2 separate regions of the Zeugodacus cucurbitae genome follow, and region 2 is linked to region 1. A link is a contact called in public Hi-C data. All regions are on one chromosome and are shown on one strand. The core of a region is the stretch at or near the end of the contact, and the rest is flanking DNA. Distances in the headings are between cores, read along the strand shown. Region 1 holds the start of LOC105215599. Region 2 holds the start of LOC128922007.

What was found. A called contact is a pair of places that touch in the nucleus more often than the background predicts.
Region 2: a Hi-C map of whole body shows a contact between it and region 1, with 10 times the contacts expected there. The contact joins the promoter of LOC128922007 here to the promoter of LOC105215599 in region 1. A contact is called at or near these places in 2 of 2 Hi-C or Micro-C datasets (both in whole body).

The regions. Positions count from the first base shown.
Region 1 is chr5:69,920,142-69,926,597 of idZeuCucr1.2, reverse strand. LOC105215599 reads left to right here and starts at 4,794. Exons shown (of 5, transcript XM_054232263.1): 1 at 4,794-4,909; 2 at 6,111-6,172.
Region 2 is chr5:70,134,757-70,141,484 of idZeuCucr1.2, reverse strand. It overlaps LOC128922007, which reads left to right and starts at 2,364. Exons shown (of 5, transcript XM_054231249.1): 1 at 2,364-3,185; 2 at 3,532-4,004; 3 at 4,006-4,278; 4 at 4,347-4,489; 5 at 4,581-4,862. The coding sequence starts at 2,795. The coding sequence ends at 4,635.

The sequences.
Region 1 (6,456 bases), core at 3,545-6,044:
GGGCGCGTGGCCGTTTAAGAAGCGTGCAGAAATGGTTTCGTGTGAAATTCCGGCTTTGGTAGCTAATTGTTCGCTGTTTGCTGTTGTTGTTGTCGAGTTCAGTAAAGTTTTGTGCGCCCTCGTTTTCTGTGCCGCTGCCTCTCAGCCCGGGTTTCCGTTAGTATGTTTCAGAAAAGTTGTAAAGTTTTCGTTTCTGGCATTGTCCGGATGATGAGCGAATAAAAGTTATGGATTACTTAAATTTCCATGGTAATTGATATTAAAAATTTTGCATTGTCATCCTTTATTGCTTGAAAACTAGATTCGAATTCTGTATGACTTAACAATAATGCTTTCAGTGGATCATTCTTTGAGTTGGACGTACTGAAGTTATACTTTTGGATCTCTTTCCTTGATGGAATTTTGTTGTATTTTGACAGTAGACATTATGGACTTCTTCTATATGAATCGGTAGAATTATTTGTAGAATGCAATAAATCAAGTTTAAGTTTGACCGCCATCTGTCGGTATCTGACTTTGACAGTTACTGATCAGTTGATATATCTTGTTTTGAGAGTCATGACGAAATGAAAAGATAACACCCTACTTTCTCCCTCTTCTATGCTAAATCATATTAAATTTTTACTTCGAAACATATTTCTCTTTTTAATTGCCTTCTAATAAAATTTAAAGAGCTCAGGCTAAAATTATTGAAAGCCCTATTAGAAAGCCCTGAAGATATTTATTAAACCGTTATCCTTAGAAGTGCTTACATGCACTTGTTATTTACACACATATTATTTATATATATTTTATTTACCGCTCCAAGTCCTCATCACAAGCTCTGTATGTGTGTGTTTACATGCTCTCTTTGCCAGTCGGCGACGCGGAGAAGGACCAAGGGCAGTAGCCATATCTACTAGCTGTAGCTATAGTGTAGCCAGTGAACAGTGGGCAGACAATCAAACCAGGAAACTACGTGACTGCTGTTGGTTGTAAACAGGGAACTTGAGAATTCAGTGACCTCTAGCACACCGTTACTCCACCGCCGGTGCAGCAGACAATGAAAAGAATGAAGTAACACATAGTAATACATTTTATGAAGTGTTTAGAGCAGCACTGCAGCGCAGAGAAAGTTACTGTCTAAGCGGAGAAGAGCGAAAGACAACACAAATAGTTACATTAAATTGTATGTTCCAAGGAAATATGCAGTGAACCTAAGGGCAAAGTTTGTTTTTTATTTCTTCTTAGGCATTGCACCCCGGTTCAATATTAAATGGGATTCTTTTTTGGATTATGCCGTTGTTTCTGTACGCTTTTTTTGTTGTAATCATTAATTAAGTTTAGAGTTTTAGAGTTTTAGAAAAAATTATTGTATAATTAGTGACCAGTAAGTTGATCGAAGGAATTCTCAAATTATATCTGCGGTCTTCTTACCATCGACTATCAATTAAACCCTGGCGTTGTCTCATCGTAAATAATAAATTGTGCAGATTAATTCGTTTTGAACCCATCAAAGTCACGGAAACGCACCATATACATCCAGTATGAGCCAATTGTAACCTCAGTACTGTTGTTCTGATAATTTGACTATAGAAACTTTATTATTTAAAAAGAATATCCCTTTGATATGTTCAATATATTTTCTTACTTATATTTTTACTAAAATCACCAAAAATACCAATTTCATGTTACAAGTAAATAATAAAATCCACAAAACGCTTTTATACTATTTATGAAGTCTCTCAAACACTTCCCTGAAGTCAGACTACAACACTTCCATGCCAAGCCTAAGAGTATTAGAGACTTAATTAAAAATGTAATTAGTTCAGCTAGGGGAAGCGAGAACTGACGCTTGCATGCGCCACACATTATGACGAACGCCAGCGAGGTCTCCACTATAAGCGGATGTGACATACTTAGCGGCACATGCCAAAATATATTCACACACAAAAAAGTATGAACTACAAAAGAAATAAATACTGCGGAACACACAAGCCGGTCGGTCGACGGAGTGCAGCTCCAGCAGCAACAGCCGCGCCACCAGCTGATATAAAATATGCGCAGCGATTGCGCGCAAAAAAGTATGCTACGAAAGTGGTTCGCCGCAACCGCATCACCACCACCATCAGCTCCACCAAAACACAGCTGCAGCTGACACATTTCCTAATTTCTAATGCTATTTTCAATAGCCTGGCGCAGACTGATCCGGATTGTGATGCGAAGCATTTCAACTAATGCTATTTACTTAAAACGGTAGCGCTAAAATGTTGTTGAAACGCGATTATTTTCTAAAGATTTCTAAAAATGTAAAGCATTTTACATCCTCTGAAAATGATGCCTTAAAGAAACAGTGTAATTAATTCATAAATATGTGATTTTGAGTCCAGGGTTGCCATCTTTTCAGTCCAGCTTTAGCCTGAAATATTATTCTATGTTTAAAGAGAACCCTGATTTGTTTAGAAGAACTTGAGATTTTCTCTAATATTATATATTCGTCCTATATTACTGGAAAACCTCCTATAAAACATCTATCTTAACCTAACGTCAAATGATTCTTCTAACAAAAACTAACTAATGAGCACAGCAAGTACATATTACATAGAAATGTAGTAGAAGAGCATAACAAATGTACTTATATAAACAAAAACATATATTATTATTAAATTATAAATTATATCTATGAACTAGTTTTCCCACTTGACCATATAACATACTCGTACACACGCACTACTTAACTGCGAACTCTCTCTTTTATGAAGAACACACACAAACTGTGCCCACGGGATTCATAATCTCACTATCATACCATATCCGAGTGACATTTCATTTAGCTTACGGCGCTTACGTCTTTTCGAAACGTCGGTCATTTATTAGTTTGAATGTCGCCGTTGGGTCTGTCCCGTTGGCCCTTTCGTGCACACCCATACACATAAGCAGTGTAAAATTCGTTGTTGTTGTTATGGGAATGTGTGTGCCTGTGTGACCTCAAGGGTCTACGCATTGCAATTGCCAAAGAATGCATTAATTCTCTTATGTCCTATCTGAGATTTGTCTTTGGTCAAGTATTTTCTTCATAACATTGTTGTTGTTTCTTGGTTTGTGTAGGACATTGGTGTCAATGTTTATGTTGTTTTTATGATTATTTGTGTTTTGCATTAAAATAAAGAAGGTATTTAAGTAGCAAATAAATTAGGCGAGACGAAAGTGGAAAGTGGAAGTGTTCAGTTTTTGGAAACTGGTGGAAGGACATATAGTAGATGCTAGCAGATGCAGTATATATGTATGTAAATTGAAGATATTCGGTAAAAGTAGTAGGAGTAGAAGCTGATCAACAGTGTTAATAATCTAGACAACAGCCCAGTTCTTAACTAACGATAAATATGGCAAATTTATTTGTTGACTAAAATTATTTCTAATTTACAAATTTCTTTGGGTTTTCTGTTGACTTAGGCAGCTAGAATGGAAGAATGGAAGAGAGTGTAGAATATAGGAAAATGTTGCTACCCTTAATTAATTAATAAAAAAAATATTCCGAAAAGATACTTTACATGAGGGTGGATTACATTAAGAAAACTGAACTAATCAAAACTGAACGTCAACTGAAGTTAACACAACTTGACTTAACAAAACGTATTGCAAACTTAACTTAGAACATATTCACTTAAACCAAACTTAACCAAACATAACTCAGCAGTCTGAGCTGTTTTTAATAAAAAATGTCTCGACACTTCAGACCATCATACAGACACGAAAATTTCCATTTAAAATTTAAGATTATATTTCAAGCAAAAATAATTCTAGCGGTAAATTTAATTTTCTCTTCACATATGACTCCACTCTTCCCAACCATCTGACAATAGTATGTTTTATGAAAAAGTCATCGCCATTTTTATTCCGTTTTTCATATTACTGTACTTTTTGGGCAGTTGGCTACCTTTCAAGGCACAAGAAATTGACATTTACCGCAGCAATATTTTAAAAAAAGGCGTTACAGATAGAGAGGAAACACATAGCATTTGTGTCGCAATGCTGTGTTCATAAATAAGATGTTTGGATACAAGCAATACTATTTGGTAGACTAAGAAGGAGCTGTGTCTTCACAATAATTTCACTGAATATTTAATAATATTTTAATAAGAAAATATTCATTGATATAACGTTATTATATCCTCCCTGACGGACAAATTACGCGAAGATGTGTTGCAAAATTATTCATAAAATATGGAAAAATTAACAGAAATTATTCTAAATTCTAAAAACATGCAAAAATATTTGAAAACGTTTACATTGTCTCCCATTAAATTAAAATGTTTGAAGAACTGTTAAAATTAAGAGAGCGAGGTTAATTACAACATCACTACTTTAACATTCTGTTGAAGTATCTGTACAGCTGATATAACTTGTTTATATGAGAGCGCCTTTGGCATTGAAAATCAGGCGGTTAGCATAAGTAACAGCCGTACTCAGAAAATGTGATTATTTGCCGCTCATTTGCGCTCCACAAATATATAAACATTTTCTGCTATCTCTACGGTGTTAAATACAGAACACTGTTAGTGCTACAGAATGATGTTATCATCAACTAGTCTGTTAATCTCAGTAATTTTCTAAACGTGTCTCCAATATTTAAAGTAATCGAGAGCGACATCTGGCAACACCGCAACTCTCAGAGCAACAGCGCAAACAGTGTGACGGGAGCACAAAATCGTTCAATTTGAAAGTGAGCGCCAGCCACTGGCTGTAGCAGAGTCAGTCGGTGTCTGTGGCAGCTCGCAGTTGTTAGCTTTGTGAAGTGGCATTTTTGGAGCGCTCGTCGCCGTGAAACGTAAGTGGCGCGGACAATCAAAGCGAACAACATTGCTAATATCAGTTTGTTGGGGGGCTTTCTGCTAAGCCAATTTGTGAAATCAGCGTCAGATACAAAGACGTAAGCGTTTTTATTTTTTCATAACGAAATTAGCATATAATATACAAAAAGTGTGTGTGGTCAGAGAGTGTAAAATTAGAATAATTTTGGGTGAAAAAAAAAATCTCAAAACTGTTTGAAAATTATTTACGAGGCAACGCTGCGAAAACACAATGAAAACCAAAAAATAATAAAACGTGCGAATATAATTCAAAGAGGTGGATATCAGTGTGAGCGCTCGTGTGCTAAGAAAAAAATCACAACTTACGAACTAAAAACAACAACACATACATATATGTATCTATATATTCAGTGAAATCAACATTTGAAACGGCGGCGATCGTATGAGCTTCATTGTTACCGTCGCAGCAGCTGAAGCGTTGATCCGCAACGTGAATAATTAAGATTTTTCGCGTTTATATTTACAGAAAGTTCGAAAACAATCATTTCGCTTGTGATTTGCTTTTGTTGTAGTTTTCTTTGATTTTTTTTTTTTTGGTTTAAGCGTCGCGTAATTGTTTCGTGTACTTAAACTTAAAAGTGCAAACTATTATTGTTATTTCTGCGTCACTTTTACTGCAGTTGTTTGTTGTTGGTTGTTATTACTGTTATTGCCACTCGCTCTCAAGCTCCGTAATACACCTTTATTGGTTTCAATTACGTAGCACTATCGCCGCCAATTGGCGTTAAGTGTGTGGCGTTCATTACGCGGAAGACGTTATTAAACGCAATTAGTCAAACGATCATACGTAAGCGGAGTACTAATTGCGGCCTTTAGTTGCAGTGGAAAATCGAAATAAATTAATTTTTAGTACTTTAAAAATATATGGCGACATAAAGAATGTTTAAAACGATTTCTTAGATTTTATATTATTTTTATACAATTATTTTCTTATATTTCTTTATGCAAAATTTTTCTACATAATTTCTTTTATTATCAAAGTAATTAAAAATAATAATATTTTTCTTTGTACAAAATTTTTTTATTACATTTAATTTTTTATATAATTTTCGTTTATTTTAAAATAATTATTCAGTATTATTTTTATAAAATTAAAAAAAAATTATTTTTTACCAGCTTCTCAGCTACTCAGTGACTCAGTGTAAAGCGCCGGGAATAACGTTTAGTTTGCATATTTTATTACTCAAGTTCATTTTCACGATCGCATTTAAGTGTTGAGCGTGTTAAATATAATAATTCTTAATTATTTTTTAACAATAGAAATCGCGATTTGTGTAAACTCTGCATCATAAGTCTACTAAGACTAGCTAAATACTTGAAAGGTGAGTACTTTTTCAATTATTTTTTAACTTACTAGTTTTATGAAAATAAAATAATCATGAATAATTGCGGCTTTTGAAGTTATATTTGTGAGCATGAATCAGTCGCCACAGTTTGTTGATAATTAGCGGTGTGAAAATGACTAATACTTGCCCACTCTATCTGCCAAAATAAAGTGTTTCCCTCTTGGAAACTGCAACGTAGAGTTGAATATATGAGAAAATGGTGTTGGAATTTTAAATATATATTAATTTATTTAAAAACGATTTACTGAGAAAAAGACAAA
Region 2 (6,728 bases), core at 1,115-3,614, 220 kb before region 1:
TTTGTAAATCAGTCGATTTAGTAATTGTGATTGAAATAATTATAACGTTGATATTTACAATCACCGCTTAACAAAGTTAAAGTGAGTGATACCAAGCGACTATCTCTTGAGCGACCGTTAGCCTTAAATTCTCAACATTATTTACAATACGTAGTGAAAGTCTAATAGTAGCACCATCGCAGTGTTTGAGAGACATATCGAGTGGAACATTTTACGAGCTTTCCGACAAAGAGCTTACTACACTGTATATAATGAATTTCAATCCATTAATGATCTTATGTATGGCCTGAGTGAAAACACTCTTAATTTGAGAGTTCTCAATTCCATATCAGATCATGAGAGCGAACGTAACTGCAGTCAAAATCTGTAGCCACTCAAACGGCGACACGTATTTTATATTGCCAATTTTATATTTTGATTTGAAGTGAAAGGCAGGTTTTGAAAACCCCAATGCCGGAAGGAGAAATGTGTGACTTATTTAATTCCTTTGTTAGGAATTTATATATGAATAAAGCGAAAGCTTCCGAAATCTACAACGAAACTTCCTTTTCTCCAGTCTTATGTAAACTAACGCCACTCACACATGAAGATGGAGGCCTCTAAATAAAGTGACCGGATTTTATTAAACCTGCCAGCAGCTAAACTAATTAAAATTTCAACACCAATTTCTGGCCACAGCTCGGCTCAGCAGCTTTCATAGTTTTAACAAACACGTTTCCTAGAGCTTAAAGCCCCAATGACGATGACAGCGACCATTGTTTAAGGAGTTCGTGTATGCGCGCTTTGCTGATGTATGAGTGTTAGCATAAGTGAAGATCTTTATTTCCTTTTGTGGCTGCAAAGTCCTGCCTTTATGCTCTATATATATTACAATGTTTGTTGAGTGCTGCTTCATTGTTCGACACTAACATTTTAAATTAAGTTGGGGTGCTCTCTGGAGTAGATTTTTAATTCATTCGTTTTTTTTTTTCAACTTTATTTCTCTGAGACTGAGTGGTGATAAAACCTCGCAATTCAACATATACGTACAACAACCATGCCTACTCATGTGTGTTACTTTACTTTCATTATAATTCTCCTGATGGCGCTAGTAAAGTTGCTAGTGTTCCTATGGGACCCACAGCCATTGCCTCGCCGGTGCTGGCGGAGGGCGCAGCGGCTCTTCGGTAAGTTTCATGTTGTCATGCTTTCGGTGCTGTGGGCGTACGCTTTGAATAACGGTATGTGCTTGCAGAAAATGAAAAAGAGTTGAAAATTAAAATTACTAGTTTGACATTCGTGTGGATTTTGTACTTCAATTTATAGACGGTAGAGTGGTTTTCAAAATGCATAAGGATACTTTTTGATCAAACAATATTGGTATATTCTCTGATTTTTATACTCAAAGTCAAATAATATTGTAAAAGTTTACTTTTGAGTAGTAACTCAGGAGTTATATTTTGCCCTAGCATGTAATTTATGTACTGTTTTCACTATTTAAAATTTAATGACATTCGTAAGCAAACTTATAAAAATGGTTTCCTTTGATGGAGAATTTGATAATATTTTTTTACAAAATATAATTTTTCGTACAAAAGTAAGGTCAGTCAAGTTGGTATGAAATTTCACCATTTTAGAAATTTTTATCTTCCAGTATTTTTGTCAGATAAGTGTCATTGAATTTGACCAAATAACAACTACAATTTAGTTTATTAGGTTCTTTGTCCCAGCTCCCTCTCGAAATATAGAAATATATAAATATATATCGAATTTATATATTATACTTTCCTTAAAATCTTGAAAATCTGCAATCACTCATCCTATACACTTATGTCCGCTGATTACATAACATTTACATTAATTCCCATAAATCACAAACAATTCTGAGTCACTCTTCGCTCATTGAATTAATACAAGCAGCTATGATAAAGAAGATTCTTGGGAATTCCACCGGTTAGTGGGAGGGAAATAGTAAAACATATACAAATACTTCTTTAGCACATAAATCCGAGTAAGTCGGGAGAAATTGCACTCACTCGTCAAACGTCTGAAATCATGTCGGTCGCGAGTTCACCTTGAACACGATCATACAAAGGGCTGGTCGTGACGTGCCTATTTTTAATATAAGTATGTCATATATATTAAGAGCATTCAAAATATTTGGAGGGACAGTATTGTTAAGCACCGCTTATACGCTTCTCAGTGAACATTGCGACGGAGTGACTACAACAAAAAACTCAATAAACGCTGCATGACTAATGATCGGCTTGTGAGCGAAGTGATCGGCGAATCATCGACGAGAGCGCTGTGAACTTAATTGCAAGCTGACAGAGAGTATAATCTGCTTGAGTATGATTCTGTATGTTTCACAAGATTTAGTTCTTAATAGAAAGCGAAGGCTGCAAGTAGTATTCGGTTGCATTTAAATTCATTATCAATTAACAAGTCCACAGAACCTGCATTCAAAGTTCAAAAAGTAAAAGTGAACCAAAATGTAGTGTTTACGCGGTATTTGTTTACTATTTCGGGAAGCAAATTAATGTATATTCTTCAATAAGAATTTCTTATCGCCTGATTTCGTATTTCTTGGTGAGGTGAAAACATGCAACTCTTCTAAAAGTAAAAGTCATCGCCTACAGAGAGTCGCCATCCAACGAAATCACTCAAGGAGAAGCTTATTACTCACAGCATTTAGTTTCGAAATACATTTATGAATAGAATTGAATTTACTGGCATTTTATCAACACAAGTTGAGTTGACAAGAGGTAGTCACCGCACTTAAGGTTTTATATCTAAACGTAAATCGACTATCCAAATGGCTTCTATATTGGACCTACCAGATGACTGCTTGACGATGATTTGCAAAAAGTTGGAACGCGATGTTCAACAATACTGCTGGAGCAACGTGTGCAAACGATTTCAGAACATCTATTTCGAGTATTTTCACAATTGGATGGAAGTAAATGACAATTTAGCGAAAAATTATGGTCATCTCATTGGGACCGGCGACTTTCCGCTGCGAACTATAAAGAAACTTAATTTGTCGAAGTCAAAATGTACAAAATACTTTCTGAATAAATTACGCGATTGCCATAAGGAGATTGAAGAGGCGAAACTCTTTTCCTTCACCGATGAGTATTTGGCCGAATTGTTGCCATTACCAAATCTGAAGAAACTGATCTGCATCGGCACTTATAATTTGAGAGGTAAGCTCGATTTGAAACTGACAGTTTAGGATTTGAAATCAGATATCGAAGTACTTAAAGGCTTCGGAGTGGATAGTTGCCTAGATAAAATTGGTATTACTCTGTGGGATTATCTAAGTAGGCTTCAACGGGTCGCATGTAACTTTATTTATTTCTTCTTGCTTCTTATTGCTCGTCCGTTCGTTGGAATGAAGTCATTCCATTAAAATTACAAATAGGTCTAATCTTAAGTTTTAGCTTACATTCCATTCAAGCTAAATTTTCCGTCTAACATCTAGACACTAAAAATGTTTAAGTAGGAGCCACTAAACGCTCGTTTAATCGGACAGTTATTGAAATTCTCTAGGTAGCAGCTTAATGGAACTCAACAGTCTCACGGAGCTGCACATAAACACTAATAAATTGTTTCAGCCGGAAAGCTTGCTGCAAATAACATATTACAATCCATTGAGGACGCTTGTAATGCCCAACGACCCACACATGTTTTCGAATAGATACGCCTTTGAAATGTTCGAAAACCTTAAAAACGTCGAACAGCTCGTGATAGAATTTAACCCTTGTAAATCGTGGCAACTGGTCGGCACTTTACCGAAATTGAAAAGGCTCGAGATTTGGGATTTCGTCAGTCATGAGTGTGAGACCTGTTTGGAGGACCACAATTTGTACGAGACATGCACAGGGCAACATGCCACTATCTTTTTTGATGAATTGCGTCGGAGGAATCAGTTGGAAGAATTGGTACTTTCTGACGGTTACGTGTCTGAGCAACATCTCTTGAAAATTTCGGAGCTGACAAACTTGAAGCGTTTAATATTTTTGTCGGGCTGCTTTAACGCCCTCTCTATCACTGGGTGTGTTTAAGGAATTGGTGAATTTGGAAGAGCTACACCTTGACGGCTGCAGACTAATAAATGCGGAGGCTTCACTAGAGCTAATAAGATGTTGTAAGAAGCTCAAAGTTCTGCTTCTTTGGTTTGTTGGTGGCGTAACTTCGTACTTTCTTACGGAGGCAAATGATATCTTAAGTCGCAGACAACCGGCACCACTTGAGCCTTTGACAATAGGATTTTCCCAGATTGTTGAATATTTGAAGGTGAGTTTTTTGCAGTTTTACGTTAGGAATAGGACTTATCGAATCATTTATTTTTTCGGCTAATCAAGTTTGAAAAGCCGCTTCCATTTCTACGATTTGTAAGACTAACGAGGAGGTTTGTTGGTGCAGAAGAAGACTACTTGAAAAGAGAGGAGGACTATGTGAGTCAAACGAATGCGCAGGGCGACTCGCTGAAAAGAAAATTTTCGATGTGAGTACTCAATAAATATATACACATACATATTTGTAATTTAAATTACTTCTCTCCTTTGAATTTTTTATTTGCTGAGATGCACATTTAGCCTGAACAGGCAGACTGTTCAACAGGAACTTCAAATTACGGCCAAAAGTGCTTAAACTGAGAACACGACAAGGAGCGGAGATGAATTTTAACGGTTTAAGTAACGGTACAAGTGTAATGAAAAAATTATAATATATGTGATAGGATTAAATTTTTCGAAATCAGTTATTTTGTTTTATTCATTAATATAGCTCACACGCACATTCTCCATTTTCAAAACGGAGACATTTATTGTTGTCAAATGTTGTATGCGCCTCCAACACCATCACCATCCATGCAAATTTGCCACCAACAACAAAACTGTATAAATAACAATGTGCAAGCGAACAAATCGCCATCAGCAACCATGCGTTGATCTGGGTTTATCGTTCGATGCGATAGAGGGGCGTTGTGCGCTCTTGTCTGAATTCAGTTGATCGTTCAGTAGACTAAATTCGACAGCTATGTGGAGTGCAAACAAATTTGGTTAGCAATTTCCTGTTTATTTTCGTAATCAAGCCTAGCTCGACAAATAGCGGAAGCTGTTTCCTTAATTGACATGCTGTGCGGTTTGTTGTTTTCCTTGTGGTGTACAGTGGTTCCGCCATGCCAAAAATCAAAAAATCCATCTTATGATTTTTTGTCAAAATGTATAAAGATGTCTTCTGAATTGTCCAATCTTCCTATTTGCAAACCGGGTTTTCCTAAAAATCTAACGGCACTTTTTAAAAATAGAGTTAAATGCAAATCCCTGTATTTTTTTAAAGCACATCAAACATTTTTTTTTAATTTCGCAGCAACAACGAACTTCAATTTGTTCTGGTAATTGATCACGGTAACGACTCAAGATTATTTTTTATGGATTTTGAAGTTAAAGGAATATATTTTAACTTGTGAAATTAATTAAGACTAACGTGATTTGTGTTTTTAGTGACTATTTAAACTATTATACCTTTTTGGTTGCGTCTACTAACTGTTTATATAAAGTTTTAATTGTGTTCCCCCGCGATCCACCTTTAATTATATTTTATATAGTGTTTATCAGAGTCTTAAGGTAATGAAAGTGTTAAGGTTAGGTGAGGAAAGTTGCGGATGTATTTGCAATCGTCAAAATGATAATGTCCTTTGAATTTAGTATTTTTAAGTTCATTTAATTTTTAAGTTTTTTTAATTGGGATAAAAAAGCTTGAAAAGAAGGATAAATCATCGTTATTTTAATCTGTGTACGGTTTACTAAAGGAGACATTTTAAGATTTTGTTCTAATTATAATGGCTGTTGAATGGCATTGAAAAAATTAACGGTATTAAATTGGTTTGCTACATAATTTTTTCCTATATAATTTTTTTATATGATATTATTTTTATAGGTTGAATGTGGGGGTTGGGTGGGGAAACTAAAACGATAAATAATGTTCAGCTTGTGTATCGCTTTCTTAAATTTTTTTACAAAGCCTTACTGAAAGTTTTGACGCTCCAACTATGACCATGAGAAGTATTTTTGCGAATCACTGCCATATAATGGCAATTAATGTTCTATGAGAGCTATAGGACCTCGTAGTCCGATGGGGCCAATTTTTTAATATATATTTAAAATTTTTTTCTAGATTTTTGGTGAAAATTTCATAGCGATATCTCAACGGGAAATATTTATGACCGCGCCTTCATACAAGGTGAACCACTGTGCAGTGGCTGTAATCGATTTGCTACAGAAAATTCAAATCGGTATAAATTCGATTTTTCAAATGAAAATATTTTTGGTTGTTGGAGATTTGGAAATGGAATATTTGACATGGCAAAATTTTCGACAAATTAAACAATTTAAAGTTTAAATAATATTTGTGCTATATAACAACCATAGGAGGAGTTTTTAGCTCAACTCTCTCTCTCCAAATCGAGAAATGGGAAAGGAAGTTGTTCCAAAATCTCGCAGTTGAAAGTCAATGTTTTTCCGAGAAATCCTTGTGCACCACTGCGTATGCGGTAAGTGCATACAAAGAAAAATTTGCTCAAGTCTTGGTGCAGTTTGCGATGCAACTTTCTTTCTTTTATCTTCGCTGCCGAATTTTCTTAGTAACAACTTTATATTTTACGTAGTTGTGCTTAACCATTGAGCCGAACACACACACAGAGTTGCATTAACTCGGAACTTTCCTTGGCGCACTTGTCTAGT